2 separate regions of the Mus musculus genome follow, and region 1 is linked to region 2. Evidence: chromatin contacts called from public promoter capture Hi-C data. All regions are on one chromosome and are shown on one strand. The core of a region is the stretch at or near the end of the contact, and the rest is flanking DNA. Distances in the headings are between cores, read along the strand shown. Region 1 holds the start of Ywhah (tyrosine 3-monooxygenase/tryptophan 5-monooxygenase activation protein, eta polypeptide). Region 2 holds the start of Cenpa (centromere protein A).

Region 1 (7,616 bases), core at 2,286-4,785, 2.4 Mb before region 2:
CAGCCTGTAAGCCAAGCACTCAGGAGGCCCGAGCAAGAGGATCCTGGGTTTGAAGTCAGTGAGACTCTAAGACTGTACGACACGGTGTTTTTATTTTATAATTTCACAATGACCACCTATGTTTTGATATAACTGATTCCGGAATAGAAGCGACTGAATTATGCCCACCTCTCTACCTACCAATATTCACCGGAGGCCTAGTTTCCCTTTTTCCTGATATCCTAGTCCTTCTACAGTAACATTTCATCCCACTTAATAAGCTTGCTTCAGAGTCCACATTAAACCCCACCAACCTGGCAAGGTATGAGATCAGGAAAAGCTTAAAGGTCTCTTTACTGAGCTTCTGTTCAGAAGCATGTGTTGACTTTTCATACTGAGTTTCAACTCATCTGAAGGAACACCACTATTTCTAATGTACTGAGGGAAGGTTGCTGGGGAATCAAAACTGGGCCCTCAACATACTAGGCCAACTTCCCTACCACCTGAGCTCCAAGCCCAGCCACAATCCCTAAGGTTTACCACTACTGTCCTCCAGGTGACGCTGCTGGATTAAGAAACATTATAGCAATATGATTAAACCATTTAAATTGAGAGAAAACCTTGAAGATTAAAGACCAAAAAATGACTTGTAGTACAAACATTCCTACTTTTATACTTGAGAGACCGTGAAGCCAGGAGAACTAACTTTCAAAGTCAGAACAATGGCCTCAGATCATCCCATCCAGCCAGTGTCTTGTTTCACTCTCTAGAACTACATACTTACCTGCCTTTCAATTGCCTGAAAGCAAGGCCACATTCACCCCGAGATAAGCTAGGCACGGTGGTTCGCACCAGTGAGCCCAGCATTTGACAGTTAAGGCCGCAGCATCGGGAGTTCAAGGCCAACCTCATCTATTAATGTGTTTGAGGCCAGCCTGAGATGCATGAAACCCTATCTAAAAGGGGAAAAATTAAAGCAAACAATATAAGTTTACTAGAATTCACTCTTCCCAAAAGCTTAATTAAGGTTTATTAATGGGTGACTCATTAACATTTATTAAGAATTTTATCTACGCCGGGCAGTGGTTGTGCACGTCTTTAATCCCAGTACTTGGGAGGCAGAGGCAGGTGGATTTCTGAGTTCGAAGACAGCCAGGACTACATAGAGAAACCCTGTCACGAAAAACCAAAAAAAAAAAAAAAAAAAAAAAAAAAGAATTTCATCTACAAACTATACCAACAGGCAAATGAGATAAAAGTACATCCCATTAATACAGGTGGGACAAACATGAATTCTGATAGAAAATACTCCTCGTTTTTAACAGTTTATTTGAGGGAATGTTTTACCATAAATTTGATGGTACAAATATTAAATTCTCAATGTTTGATATCTTTTCCAACTGATGAATCATTTTAGACATAGATTATAAATTTCAAACACAAAGGTCCATTAGCTTTTGCAAAATGTTTCCTCAATGCCTCGGAGAACATCTGTGGATACAAGCAGGAAATTGCAGAACACTCTTCAAGGCCATTTAGAAACACACCAGAAACCTTTTCTTTTTTTTCCTGCTAAAATTGTTTTTTTCTTATAATCTCTCTCTAGTCTTTCCTTTCTTCCCACCTCAGGATAGTTGATAGCTCCAGACATCTGATGGCCATTTCCCCTTTACTGTGTATCCTCTTCATTTTCAGAGGTCCTCCCTAAACTGCCCAAACCTCCAAGCCCACTCACATATGGAGCAAAGGCCCCCTAAGCCAGCTGTTCAGGGAGAGGCCTCAACTTGCACAATACCAGAAACATTTAGACATTTAGTAGTGACTTGGTGTGTGGATAGAGGTGGCTTTCAGGGTACACTTTAGTAATATCAGTCTTGTTTCCAAAAAATTTTGCAAAACTGTTATTTTAAATTCATTTTCTCAAAGAATCCACAATTTCTTCAGAAAAATTCATACCCCAAACCTAGAATGTTCCCTGGTATAAATGAATGCTTCTAACCAGAAAAGCATACCATAATGCTGAAATCAGTATCACCAAGGAATCAACAAATGGCCTGCCTGTGATGTTGCTGGATTCCAGAGACATCCTGCTGAATGTGTACAAGGACCCTGGAGGAAAGCTAACTTGATTATTGTTCTTACCTGAGAAAATCCTAAATGTTGGCCTCAATTTTCTATTTCATGTAGTATCAAAATACAATTTCCAAATTAAATGTGTATGGAGTATGTGGGTTTAAGAAAGCCTTTCAAAGACTAGCCATAGGTCATATGAGCTACAATTCAGGGCAGTTAATACTTAGGTCAGCTAAAAACTGCCCAAGGGCTGCTAAAATGCAGATTTCTGGGTCTCACCCTCAAAAATGTTTATGTATTTAGAAGTCTAAGGTGGAATCCAAGGAAATTTTCTCCCTAGTCTTAAGAGCTAGGTGGCCACAGTTGTAATTCTGCCACTGTGTGACCTTGACAAGAAATATTCTTTTAGAAAAAACCCAGGATGATGTGAAGAGTTGTCTATAGTGATGTGGTAACAGAACTCCAAAGTCTTGGGTAGGCAGGTAGGCTCTAGGCTAAGCTATTGACTAGGGTGTGGCTGGGCAGGTCTCCTTTACCGGAAATCAAGCTCCAGAATCCATCTCTGAGGGTCTCAGGAATGCAAAGGCCCCCAGGGTTGCTTCGTTTTCATTTCATCTCCAGGAAGGCACGCAGCATGGACCGTTGGGATGTATGCAGGGACCCACACCCTCCTTCACGCCCAGGACTGCTGGAAAGGGGTCTTCCCACACAAAGCCAGACCCGAGGTGTGGAAAGTGGGGGAAAAAAACAACTTCAGACAAGCAAACCAAACCGGTCGTAGTAGAGAAAACCAGGAGATGGGTCTCCACTCGCGGATGAGCCTTTATTACAAGTGGGTGAATGGTGGAAGGAAAGCGCCTTTCGCCCAGGTCCGGCAGAAGGGTCTAGAAGCAGGAACGCGACTTCCTCCTTTCCTCGGGCACCCCCTCCCCCACCGGGGCTCTGCGCTAGGACACGGCGACCCCCGCCCGCCAGCCACCGAGAGGCCTCCCGGGGAGACCCCGCCCCGGCCAGGCCGCAGGAAACGGAGAGTCCAGCGGCCGCCGCGCCCAAAAGGTGGCGGCGCGTAGGGAGAGAGCCGCCGCCCAGGCTCGGGCCGCCCCGCCCCGCAGCCCCCGGCCGCCCGGCTCCCCAGCGCGCTCACCGCCTTCATGGCGGAGGCCATATCGTCGTAGCGCTCCGCCTGCTCCGCCAGTCGCGCCCGCTGCAGCAGCTGCTCTCGATCCCCCATGTCGCTCGCGACTCGGCCTCGCCTCGCACGCCCACACCGCCTGCTCACTCGCTCGCTCGCTCGCCCGCCCGTCCGCTTCCCGGTCGCCGCCGAGGCCGCTACCGCGCACGCGCACTGGCTCGCCGGCTGGCGGGAGGCTGCAGGCTGCGCCGCCGCTCGCGCCTTCTCGCTGGCTGGCTGCACGCGCTGTGGCGAGCGCCGCGGAGCCGCCGAGAGAGGATAGGGGGCGCCGCGGGCGGGCGGGCGGGCGGGGAGGACGCGACCACGCCTGCGCACTCGGATCAGCCCGCCGAGCTACGGGAGGGGGCGGGGCGGCCCAGCCCTAACGGTCTTTTTAAGGTGACGTCACCTACTATAAATAGCCGCGGCGAGGGCCGCGCTGGAGAGCTGCGCAGGCGCCTTAGGAGTACTGCAGTTTACCGCCGCAGCGTTGGAGGGTGGGGAGCGGCTGGGGCGCGGCGATGGTGGTTCCGCAGGCAGGCGTTGTCGCAGCCCTGGCCAGGAAAACGCTACAGAACCCATGATAGAGCTCGGGCTTGAGAAGCAGATACCCGCAGATAACCCTGTATGGAAAAGCCGAGGCGCCCCGGACCGAGGGGCGGCTTTGTTGGGTGTTGCCACCTCCAGCAAGCGGTCAGCTCTGTCAGCGGCGTGGGGTGGGTCCTGCCCTTTGGGACAGCCCCTCACAGACACACTAGAATCCACAATACTGCAGGGTAGTGCCATCCTTAAAACTGACCTTGGGCCAGCTCTGGCTTGCACAGGAAGGGATAGGGAACTTGGCAGAGCGGAGTAGCGTTCAGGACATACCTACGGGGACCTGACTTACTGTTGGGCCTTGACTAGCACTAACCTATTTCATACAACCACTCCGGGAAAGGCTCAGCAGGTCCCCCATTCTTCAAAGCAGAAGTGCAATCTACAACCCTGGTAAACCTAGGAAAACCAAAAGTTGGCAACTATCAGGGTCGACTTAGCCTGGTTCAAATCTTTTTAGGGAATTAGTGATTATAGGTCAGAGGTGCAGTGTTGGCCTGGAGGGCCTGATGCTCAGTGGAAGAAGGAACAAAAATTCAAGGCAAGGTGACATATCCTATTTGTGGAGGGGCCAAAATCTAATTTCAGTGTCTTCTTGGATTTCTGTGGCGATGGACTGGACACTAAGCCTTCACCGCTCCTGTCGTTCTGTGCTAAAGGTCCCTGGGTTGGACCTCAAGCTAGAAAAAGTGCAATTAAAACAAAACAGTCTGGCATGGTGGAACATGTCTTTAATCCTAGTAGCCAGGAAACAAAGGAACAGGCAGGCATATCTCTGAGTTCTAGGCCAGTCAGGGATACACAGAGAAATCCTGTCTGAAACACACACACACACACACACACACACACACACACGGCTGTTACACAAAGAGAAGCCATGCACACACATAAGAAAAATCTAGCCCACTGTAGCACAGAAGAAGGGGCCTTAGGTTCACTGAGGAGTGTGTGTGTGTGTGCTCATGTTGAAGACTGCTCAGGAGCCATGTTTTTGTTTTTGTTTTTGTTGGTTTTGTTTTTTGAGACAGGGTTTCTCTGTGTAGCCCTGGCTGTCCTGGAACTCACTCTGTAGACCAGGCTGGCCTCGAACTCAGAAATCCGCCTGCCTCTGCCTCCCGAGTGCTGGGATTAAAGGTGTGCGCCACCACACCCAGCTATGATATATATATGTGTGTGTGTGTGTGTGTGTGTGTGTATATATATATATATATATATATATATATATATATATATATATGCATGCGCCACCCCCATATCACCTGTCACTGTCACACAGTCACACACTTAAGATACTTGTTAGGGGAAATATTAGCCTGGTTTGTTAACCAGGATTTGTGTTAGTAGAGGTGGCTCTTCAAATATGGTGAAACTTAACAGATGGGGACCTTCTAACCACTCAAATCCCAGCTCATGGCTGCCAGGTCCTTATTTATTTGAAAGTTTGTTGTTGTTACATTGAAACAGTCTCACATGTAGTCCAGGCTGGCCTCAAACTTGTGATTCTCCTACCATCCCCCCTGGAGTTCCCAGGTTGCGGGCACGTGCCCCGAGTTCCAGCAAACCTCAGTTTTTGAGCCTGGCATGAGCCAGTTGCACCTTTGCTGGGGTTACTGCAGTATTGAGCATGTAGCCGGTGCTCAGTGCTGGAGGCAGAGCTCCGGGGAGGGAAAGTGCCCTCTGCACAAGCCTGGAGTGGTAAGAAGCCAGTCAGGTGTGGTGAAACATGCTTGAGTCCCAGTGCTGGGGAGGTAGAGGCAAGCGGATTCCTCGGGCTTTGTGAGCACCCATCACAGTCTCATTGGTGGACAGTTAGCCTTCTGTAAAGATGGAGTGCCAGGGCGGGTGGGTATGGCCCTGAGGTCCTGACCTCAACTTTCTAGCTCTGAAAGTCTGGGGGCTTTGGAAAATCTAACAGCATGGCAAGAGGTAAAGCCAGGCCTGCTCCTAAAGATAGGTGTTGGCCTGACAATGCAATTTAATGGTAGGACACCTGCAAAGCACATGCAAGACTCTCGGCTTAATTCCTAGCACTCCAAATAAGTAAATAAAGCTGGTCATGGTGGCACACACTTTTAATCTCTGGGCTCTTGAGGAAAAGGCAGGTGGGTCTCTGAGTTCAAGCAGAGACTGATCTACAGAGTGAGTTTCAAGACAGCCAGAGCTACATAAGGGAGACCCTGACAATCAATCAATCAATCAATGACTGAGACCTTATCGATGAAACAAGGAAACAAATCCTCATTTCCTAGCAGTCATGAGGCGGCAGCTTGCCAGTACACTACCATTTAGCTAAGGTGAGGCCAGCACTCTTCCCATTCTAAAGGTAAGGGGGAAGGAGGCCAGGCAAGTGCTCGGCTTGCCAACTGCAGCACAGTACAGACACTTGGTCCCAGATGTGTCTTCACCACTGTCTGCACCACTGCCCGTGACCTTCTGAGGGTCTTCTGAGTACTGGGCTGAGATTGTAACTGTCAAGTGCTCCTTAAATGGTTCCTTAAATGGGAAGTAAAGGAGAGGGTCACTAGTCTTTGCCAAGGTTCTCTGCCAGGCAACTGTGCTAAAAAACCATCTTTTCCTTCCCAGGATGTTAGTAGGAGGCAAACAGATTGCTACAGCCTCCCGGCTTCTTCCAGACGGTTGTGGTGGACTGGCCCTGACTCAGGAAACAAAGCAATCTGTGAGGGCCAAGGCCACTGGGGAAGGCAGAGCCCCAGGGTGGGGTGGGAGGTTGCTCTGCAGCGCAGGGCTTATGGAAGGATCCTTCCCTACTAAACGATATCAGAGTTTCCACCTAGCTCTTTACAACATGAGCCTGAAGCCACTTTTAAAACTCATTACTCACTCCCTGGACATCTTGGGCACACCATGTTCCCAGACTCTGCCCACAAATTTCTACCCACTAAGATGTCCTTATCTCTGCCTCCGAGCCTTTCTGTTTCTTCAGTACTGCTTCCTCCCCCCACCCCTTTTTTTAATTTTATTTTTTGTAGACAAGTTCTCCTCACATAGCCCAGGCTGACCTCGAACTTTCAAACTTGTAATCCTTTTGCCTTTGTGTCCAAAGTGTAAGGTTTAAAGGCATGTCCCATGACATAGGTCCAGCAAATCCCACCTTCAAAGAGCCTGCTCCCCCGGTTTCTCCAACAGGAGATGCTCTGCAGGGCACTGGAAAGATGGCTCAGTGGCTAAGAGCTACACTTGGAGAGGACCTGAGTCGGCTCCCAGCCCCGCTCTCAGGTAGCTCCCAGGCACCTGTAACTCCAGGTCCTGATGCCTTCTCGGATCCCTGAACTCAATCCAGTGCACATATCCACATACACACATAAATACCTACATGTAACTTAAAATAAGCAAAATAAATCTTTTAAAGAAATAACAGGCATGGTAGAGACCTGTAGTCACAGCACTTGAGACATAGATAAGAGACAAATTTGGGGCCAACCTGTGCTACACTGTGAGACCTGTCCCTTTTTATTTTAAACTACTCCTCCTTTGCATCCTTTCTTTTTTTAAAATTATGTGTATGTGTGCTGAAGTGACATAAATTCTCTCCTTTTGCTGTGAGTTCCAGAGACCAAACTCAGGTCACCAAGCTTATGTGGCGGGCACTTTTAAAAAGCAAAAACAAAAACAAGCCGGGCGTGGTGGCACACGCCTTTAATCCCTGCACTCGGGAGGCAGAGGCAGGCGGATTTCTGAGTTCGAGGCCAACCTGGTCTACAAAGTGAGTTCCAGGACAGCCAGGGCTATACAGAGAAACCCTGTCTAAAAAAAAAAAAAAAAAAGCCTTTCAATT
Region 2 (7,160 bases), core at 4,022-6,521:
GGTCCTTGTCTTTCTTCTCATTAGCTGGAAGGAATTAGGAGTATCTAGTACAAATCCCTTGTCTTGATTACCCTGGAGCCTTGGGAAGTGGAAACAGTTGGCTAGCATTCATTAGAGACCAAGTTGGGACCTTGGAAAGGGTGTAACTCAGTGCTACTGTCTGGAATGTGGATGGTGAAGCCACAAGGTTTGGTAAAAATTCAAATTCTCATTAGAAAACAAAAATACAAAATTAAAAACCAAACCAAACCATTTTGCTCTGGAGCTGTGGCTCTGCCGTGATGTGCTTGCTAACATGCACGAAGCCATGGGTTCAATCCCCCACAACACAGACAGAAAACACACTTCTAACTCTCTAAAATGTTGAAGAAGAAACTTAACTGATATTAGACTACTTAAAATGAAAAATATGGGGGCTGGTGAGATGGTTCAGCAGGTAAGAAAACTGACTGCTCTTCCAAAGGTCCCGAGTTCAAATCCCAGCAACCACATGGTGGCTCACAACCATTCGTAATGAGATCTGACGTCCTCTTCTGGAATGTCTGAAGACAGTCAGAGTGTATTTACATAATAAAAAATCTTAAAAAAAATGAAAAATATAAAAATTTTCTTCTCAAAACCTGACACACCCCAAATTCACCAGAAGCAAATGAATAACCTGAAATAGATCTAGCAGAAAACAAGAATGCCAAATGAGTTAAGGTCTGAAGATGGCTCAGTTGTCAGAGCATGTACCATTCTTACAGAAGATCTAAGTTTGGTTCCTAGCACCTGTGGCAGTTGGCTCACACTGCCTATAACCACTTGCCTGTAACTTTAGGGCCAGGATCTGGTGATCGGCCCCCTTGGGAACCTGTATTAATGTGCACATACATATAATTAGACATAAAAATTGGGCTGGAGAGATGGTTCATTGGCTAAGAGTATTTGTTGTTCTTATAGAGGACCTAGGTTTGGTGCCCAACATCCATATGGTGGCTTACAACCATCTAACTCCAATTCCAGAGAATCCAACATCCTGACACCTGTGTCTGACTTCTGTACACATACACATTCATACGCTCACATATATATATGTATATACACACACATATATAGATACAGTCACACATATATGCAGGTAAAACACTCACACATATAAATAATTTAAAAAAATATTTGTGTATAGTAGGTGTTTTGCCTGCATGTATGTCTGTGTCCCATGTGTATGCCTGGTACCTGCAGAAGTTAGAAGGGCAGTTAGCTACTCTGGCACTGTGTTGATGGTTGTTAGCCACTATGTGGTGCTAGGAATCAAACCCTAGACCTCTGGAAGAGCAGTCAGTGCTCCTAACTATTAAGCCAATTTCCAGGCCCTCTAAATAAATCGTTTTGATTTTGTTTTGTTTTTTGGTTTTTCGAGACAAGGTTTCTCTGTATAGCCCTGGCTGTCTTGGAACTCACTCTGTAGACCAGGCTGGCCTCAAAATCCACCTGCCTCTGTCTCCCAAGTGCTTGGATTAAAGGCATGTGCCACCACTGCCCAGCTTATAAAAATAAATCTTAAAAACACAAAGATAGCTGAGTTAAATTCAACTCAAGTGTTAGTTATTGAGATAAACAAGACATTAAATACAGTAGTGATACTGAAAATGAAATAAGTAAGTAGTATAACTGTCAATAAATATAAGTAATTGACTGATTAAAATGATTATGTCTAAAACAAAACAGAAGCACACACAAGGAACTGGCCGGAGGAACACTTGCCTTGTACACACAAGGCCCTGCGTTCAATCCTTAGTCCTGCAAAACAGGAACACGTAGCTTTAGCTAGGTTATTTAAAGCCCAGCCAATTCGATCCCAAGCAGTGAGGAACACTGCAAGGAAAATGGAAGAAGGGAGACGGGACCAGTGCAGGGGCGGCCTGTGCCAGGCAGGAGGTGGAGACTTAACCACCGGTGAGGTCAGGATGATAAAGCAAAGACACAGAGCAGTGTGTAGGAGACTGGAGACACTGAAGACAGAGAGGCAGAGCAGTGTGTAGAGACTGGAGACACTGAAGACAGAGAGGCAGAGCAGTGTGTAGAGACTGGAGACACTGAAGACAGAGAGGCAGAGCAGTGTGTAGGAGACTGGAGACACTGAAGACAGAGAGGCAGAGCAGTGTGTAGAGACTGGAGACACTGAAGACAGAGAGGCAGAGCAGTGTGTAGAGACTGGAGACACTGGAGACACTGAAGACGGAGAGGGAGGACCCTGCTCGACTTTGGTTGTTGTTGCTGTGATAAACACCACCTCCAAGACCTACCTGGAGAGGGAAGGGTTGATTTGGCTTATATGTCACTCACCGTCCATCAGCAGAAGCCAGGGCAGGAGCTCAAGGCAGGAATCTGGAGGCAGAATCCTTGGAGGAATGCTGCTTACGGCCTGCTCCCCTATCTTTAAATCCAGATAGGAGGTGGTGGGCTACAGTGGACTTGGCCCTCTGACAAAGATAAGCAATTAAAAAAAAATGCTTAACAGACATGGCCACAGGCCAGCCAGTTTGATAGAAGTAATTGCTCAGTTGAAGTTCCTCCTTCCTGGGTTTGTATCAGGCTGTCAACTGAAGCTAGCTATGATGGGCCATAACTAAAAGATAAACTACAAATGGCTGCCTCCTCCCCACCCCACCATTTTCGAGATCTGGGCTTTTGGGGGCTAGAGGGTGATGTTAACAGGTACACACTCACAGAAAATGAAGGCAACACAACTAGAGACCACCAAAGAATGTGACTAACACCAGAAGGAAAAGGAGCCAAAACCAAGAATCAAAATAAACTATACTCAAGGAGTTTGAATAGCGAGAGAACTGAATGCCGTGCCGTGTGCGATCCATCGCTGAGAGGCAGAGGTAGGAACCTCCACTGGGCTACATGGAGAGAACTTATTCTCTCCCAGAAAAGAAAGATTTTGAGAAATAGAAGAGGAAGAGAACTCCAAGACTCATGATACACAAACAGGTGTTTATGAAACGGAAGTGATCAGAGATGACCTGGAAAGAACTGCATTCAAACACCCTGAGGCTGGGTCTCAAAGGTCAACGTTAGCAGGTGGGAGCCCGAGAATTTCAAGCAGGACTTACACACTAAAGCTCTCTCCAGTCAGGCCCACAGGCCCTCACCTACAGTTCCAACACCTGGAATACAGAGACAGGGTGTCCTGAGCTCAGGGTTAGCCTGGGACACATGGATGTCACTGTCACACACCTAAAATGGTTTTATTTTATTCTATGTGTATGTGTATCTGTTTTGCCTATGTGCATGTCTGTGTGTGTGCAGTACCTGCAGAGGCCAGAAGGATCCCCTGGAAATGGAGTTACAGATGGCCGTGAGCTGTTATGTAGCAAGAACAACACAAAGTCCCTTACAGCACAAAAGGGAGATATGTCTAAGGGCCCACATAAAAGAAGGGTTGGTTGACTTGGGAAAGGAGGGGGCACCTAGCAAGGCCTGAGGCTGAATGGAGAGGAAGGAGGGGGGAATAAAAAGCACCAAATGGCTGGAAGAACAAGGTCAGCAGACAAGGGCAGTAGGAGAGCCAAGAAGTGGGCGCAGCTGATGTAAAACTTTTCCCTAAGATAAGAGTAATGGAAGGTTGCTTCTACACTGGAAGTCCACATCGAACATCAGCTCTGGTCGAGCGGTACAACCATGACCACATTATTCCCTTAGGGGCTCACCATACCTCAATGAGAAATAGAATGTGGTGGTGCATGCCTTTAATCCAAGCACCAGAGAAGCAGAAGCAGGCATGTAAATCTAATTCTAAGTCCTTCCTTACCCCCCTTTTTATTAACAAGCTGCTGGCATTAAGCTAGGTAGGTTCTGAGATATTCTTTTTTTTTTTTTTTGAGGCAGGGTTTCTCTGTATAGCTCTGGCTGTCCTGGAACTCACTTTGTAGACCAGGCTGGCCTCGAACTCAGAAATCCGCCTGCCTCTGCCTCCCGAGTGCTGGGATTAAAGGCGTGCGCCACCGCGCCCGGCGGTTCTGAGATATTCTAACCCGGCTAGGCTGCTGTTACCAGGCTATATGACCCATTATTTGCCATCTGATCTTGCCCTGGCTCTCTCTGGTCCATGTGGGTCCTCATGGCTGCTCTCTTATCCAGACCTCATGAGTAATCCTTCTTCACCCACATGGTCTCTCCATCTCTTCTTCTCACCTGGTCTCTTCAGGACCCTCTGATTGGGAACAGAAGTCCCACTCTTCTTTCTTCTGCCCAGCCAATTGGTTGATCAGCTCATTAACCAATCAGAGGTGATGGAAAACAGTTTTTACATCACATTGAGGCAGTGTCTGGATTGTAACCAGATCTCAGAAATAGTTCCTGAATACACACTGCATACAACCATCCCCAACACAGGCAGAGATCTGTGAGCTCTAGGCTAGCCTAGTCTACATAGCACGTTTCAGGTCAGCAAGCCAAGGCTACACACCGATACATACCGAGTTCCCGTCTTAAAAAAAAAAGGGTCGGGGAGAGGGTTGGGGATATAGTTCTGTAGTAGAACCCTTGCCTAACATACACGGAGTCCTGGGTTCCATCTCTAGTGCTGCAAATAAATAATAAAGAGTAGGAGTTAGAAAGCTGGTTCAGCTGTTAATAGCCCAGGCTGCTCTTCCAGGGGGGCCGAGTTCTCTTCCTAGCACTCTAAAAAAAAGGGCAGCTCACAACTGTAACTCCGGCCCCGGGGTTCCGACGCTCTCTTCTGGCCGTCGCCAGAGCACGAACACAAAATAAATGCAAAATACATGCAAAGTAAATAAATGCAAAAAAAGACCCCGTGTCCGTCAGAATGAGTTTGTCTTTGCTCCAACTCCTTGTCTTGTCTGCATTTCGTTTTTCTCCCTGCTGTAAACCGGTCAGGAACAAACAAGCAAACAAACAAACAAATAAACAAAAAAACCATTACCCCTACGCGAGGTTAGCGGCAAGCCGTGACCAGGAACCGTCCCTCTACAGGCCCGGCCCCACAGGATGACCGCACCGGCCTCGGAGGTGCAGGGCAGGCTCGCTTACCTACACTGGAGCTCTGTCGCGAGGGTCCAGGCGCCGGGCTGGAGGGTCTCCTCCTTGGGGTCTGCGGTTTGCGACGCGGGCCCATGGCTGGCCTCGAGGGGCCGGGTCCCGCCGCCTTCCCTAAGCCTTCTTGGTCCTGCTGCCGAAACCGAACGCGAGCAAGCCCAAGGTGCGCGTCAGGACCGCCAGAACTCGGTCGCCAGCAGTTCAAAAAATCACCCGCCCCTCCCACCGCATCTTTTAAATCCCAACTTTGTGACTCTCAGTGGCTGGTTCTGGAAAGCCAGCGTGGAGCGACATCCAGATAAACCAATGAGAATAAAGGTCTGAAGCCAATGGGTACTTGAAGACGGGAAGGAAGGCAGGATTTCCCCACCCTTTTCCTGTTGATCTCTTTTTCAGATGCCCTCTGGGCAGGACGGCTCAGTTCTTACGTGGGTGGTGGGTTTGTAGAGCTCACTTCCTCAAAAGTTTTATGCTTTTCTATCAAACGTTGAGGTGGCTTTAAAAATACGGAAACAGATGCCCAAGAATGTGACAGCTCCACACAGCACCCGTGACACTCCTGAAAGCAACCAGCAAATATGATTCAGAAGCCTGGTTAACTGCATGACCTTTTCAGAAGATAGGGTCGTGGGGACAGCCAGGACGGAGGAATCTGAGGACAAGGTCCAGGCAGGGCAGGCGCCAGCACTATTATTGGACCATGCTATCAAACACAATGACAGAATTGCCTGAGAAAAAAACCGGCTTTTCCTTTTCTCCCGGGAGTAATATGAATTCAGGTCATGGCTCCGTAATTAGAATAAAGAGAATTTCGTCATTTTGCTTTTTTGAGTTTTCTAAATGATCTATCATGAACGTGTACTCTAATCAGGAAAATACTTATATAATCAGTGGTTTCATAGAAGCCTGGTGGAACATTGGGGTGGGTGGTGTAAAATGGCACAGCTGCTATGGAAATGTGTCATGGTTCGAATCTGAAATGTCCTCCAAAAGTTTGGTGTCCTCTGTGCAGCAGTGTTCAGAGGTTGGGCCACAGGTGCTCTGACTTCATCTGTGTATTCCTTTAATCCCAGCACTTGGGAAGTAAAAGCAGGTTTGTTATAAGGACAGGGCCAGTAGACCTACATAGTGAGTTCCAGACTAGTCAGAGCTATGAGCAAGATTTTATCTTATTTATTTTATTTTATTTTTGTCTCAAATAAACAAAAGACCAACAACCAACTCGTTCAATCTCCAGTATTTTACCAACAGACATGAAATTTAAACATAGAATTACTATATGATCCAGAAGTCCATATATATATATATGAAGACATCAGGATCCTCAGCAACTGTTAATTAGTCAGATAATATCCGTGTATGAAGTCTGCTCTAGACAGATAGCCCTTTAGTAAACTAGAAGGAGAAAGCTAGATTGAGGACAGACTCTACGATTCATAAGAAACTGATGATACTACCTATATAACTGTAATGGTGTGTGGGTTAAGGCATAAGAGGAGGGTAGTGCTTATTAACGTACGTAGTTTTGCATATTTTGGCTTTTGAACCAATCGGACTGTTGTACTGCAAGTGGGGGTGGGGCACCGGAAGAACGCAGGGCAAAATCCGAAATGAAGATCCACAGCTTGTATCTTCCTTCACCAGGCCGGAAGGGGAAACAGTGGAAGTCTGGGCCAGATGCTGTGATTTGTGGTTTCTTCTTTGGGTACCTGGCTGTCACTGGTGTACTGCCAGGAGTCAGGAATGGGGGTCCAAGATTTTACCCCCCTCCAACATCTGGGCATGCCAGGTGGAGAGGTCGAGGCAGAGCCCAGGATGAGTGAAACCTGGTCTGACTGGGAGTGAGGGCAGAGCGTGCTGGAAGAACTGGAGAGGAGAAGACCTTGCTCAGGGGTCTTAGGCGCAGCTCTTTAGTCAAAGGCCTTCTTCACCTCGTTTCTGAATGAAACAACTTTCTGAGACAATCTTTGCTTGCTCCTATTGCTTTATTTAATGATGGATGTGAATGCATATACTTTATTTGGGGTGAACCAGGGATTATATACCTCTTGTGGGAAGGAATATCTAGGAAGGGGCGCTCATTGGCTGAAGGCTCAGGGCTATCTAGATAT

What was found. Capture Hi-C pulls out chosen DNA fragments and counts their contacts.
Region 1: a promoter capture Hi-C map of liver shows a contact between it and region 2, with 4 times the contacts expected there. The contact joins the promoter of Ywhah here to the promoter of Cenpa in region 2. A contact is called at or near these places in 1 of 115 datasets of contacts at active chromatin or transcription factors (large pre-B cells) and 1 of 9 other capture datasets (liver).

The regions. Positions count from the first base shown.
Region 1 is chr5:33,014,735-33,022,350 of GRCm38.p6, reverse strand. It overlaps Ywhah (tyrosine 3-monooxygenase/tryptophan 5-monooxygenase activation protein, eta polypeptide), which reads right to left and starts at 3,535. Exons shown (of 2, transcript NM_011738.2): 1 at 3,197-3,535. The coding sequence starts at 3,283.
Region 2 is chr5:30,664,997-30,672,156 of GRCm38.p6, reverse strand. It overlaps Cenpa (centromere protein A), which reads right to left and starts at 5,271. Exons shown (of 5, transcript NM_007681.3): 1 at 5,044-5,271. The coding sequence starts at 5,128.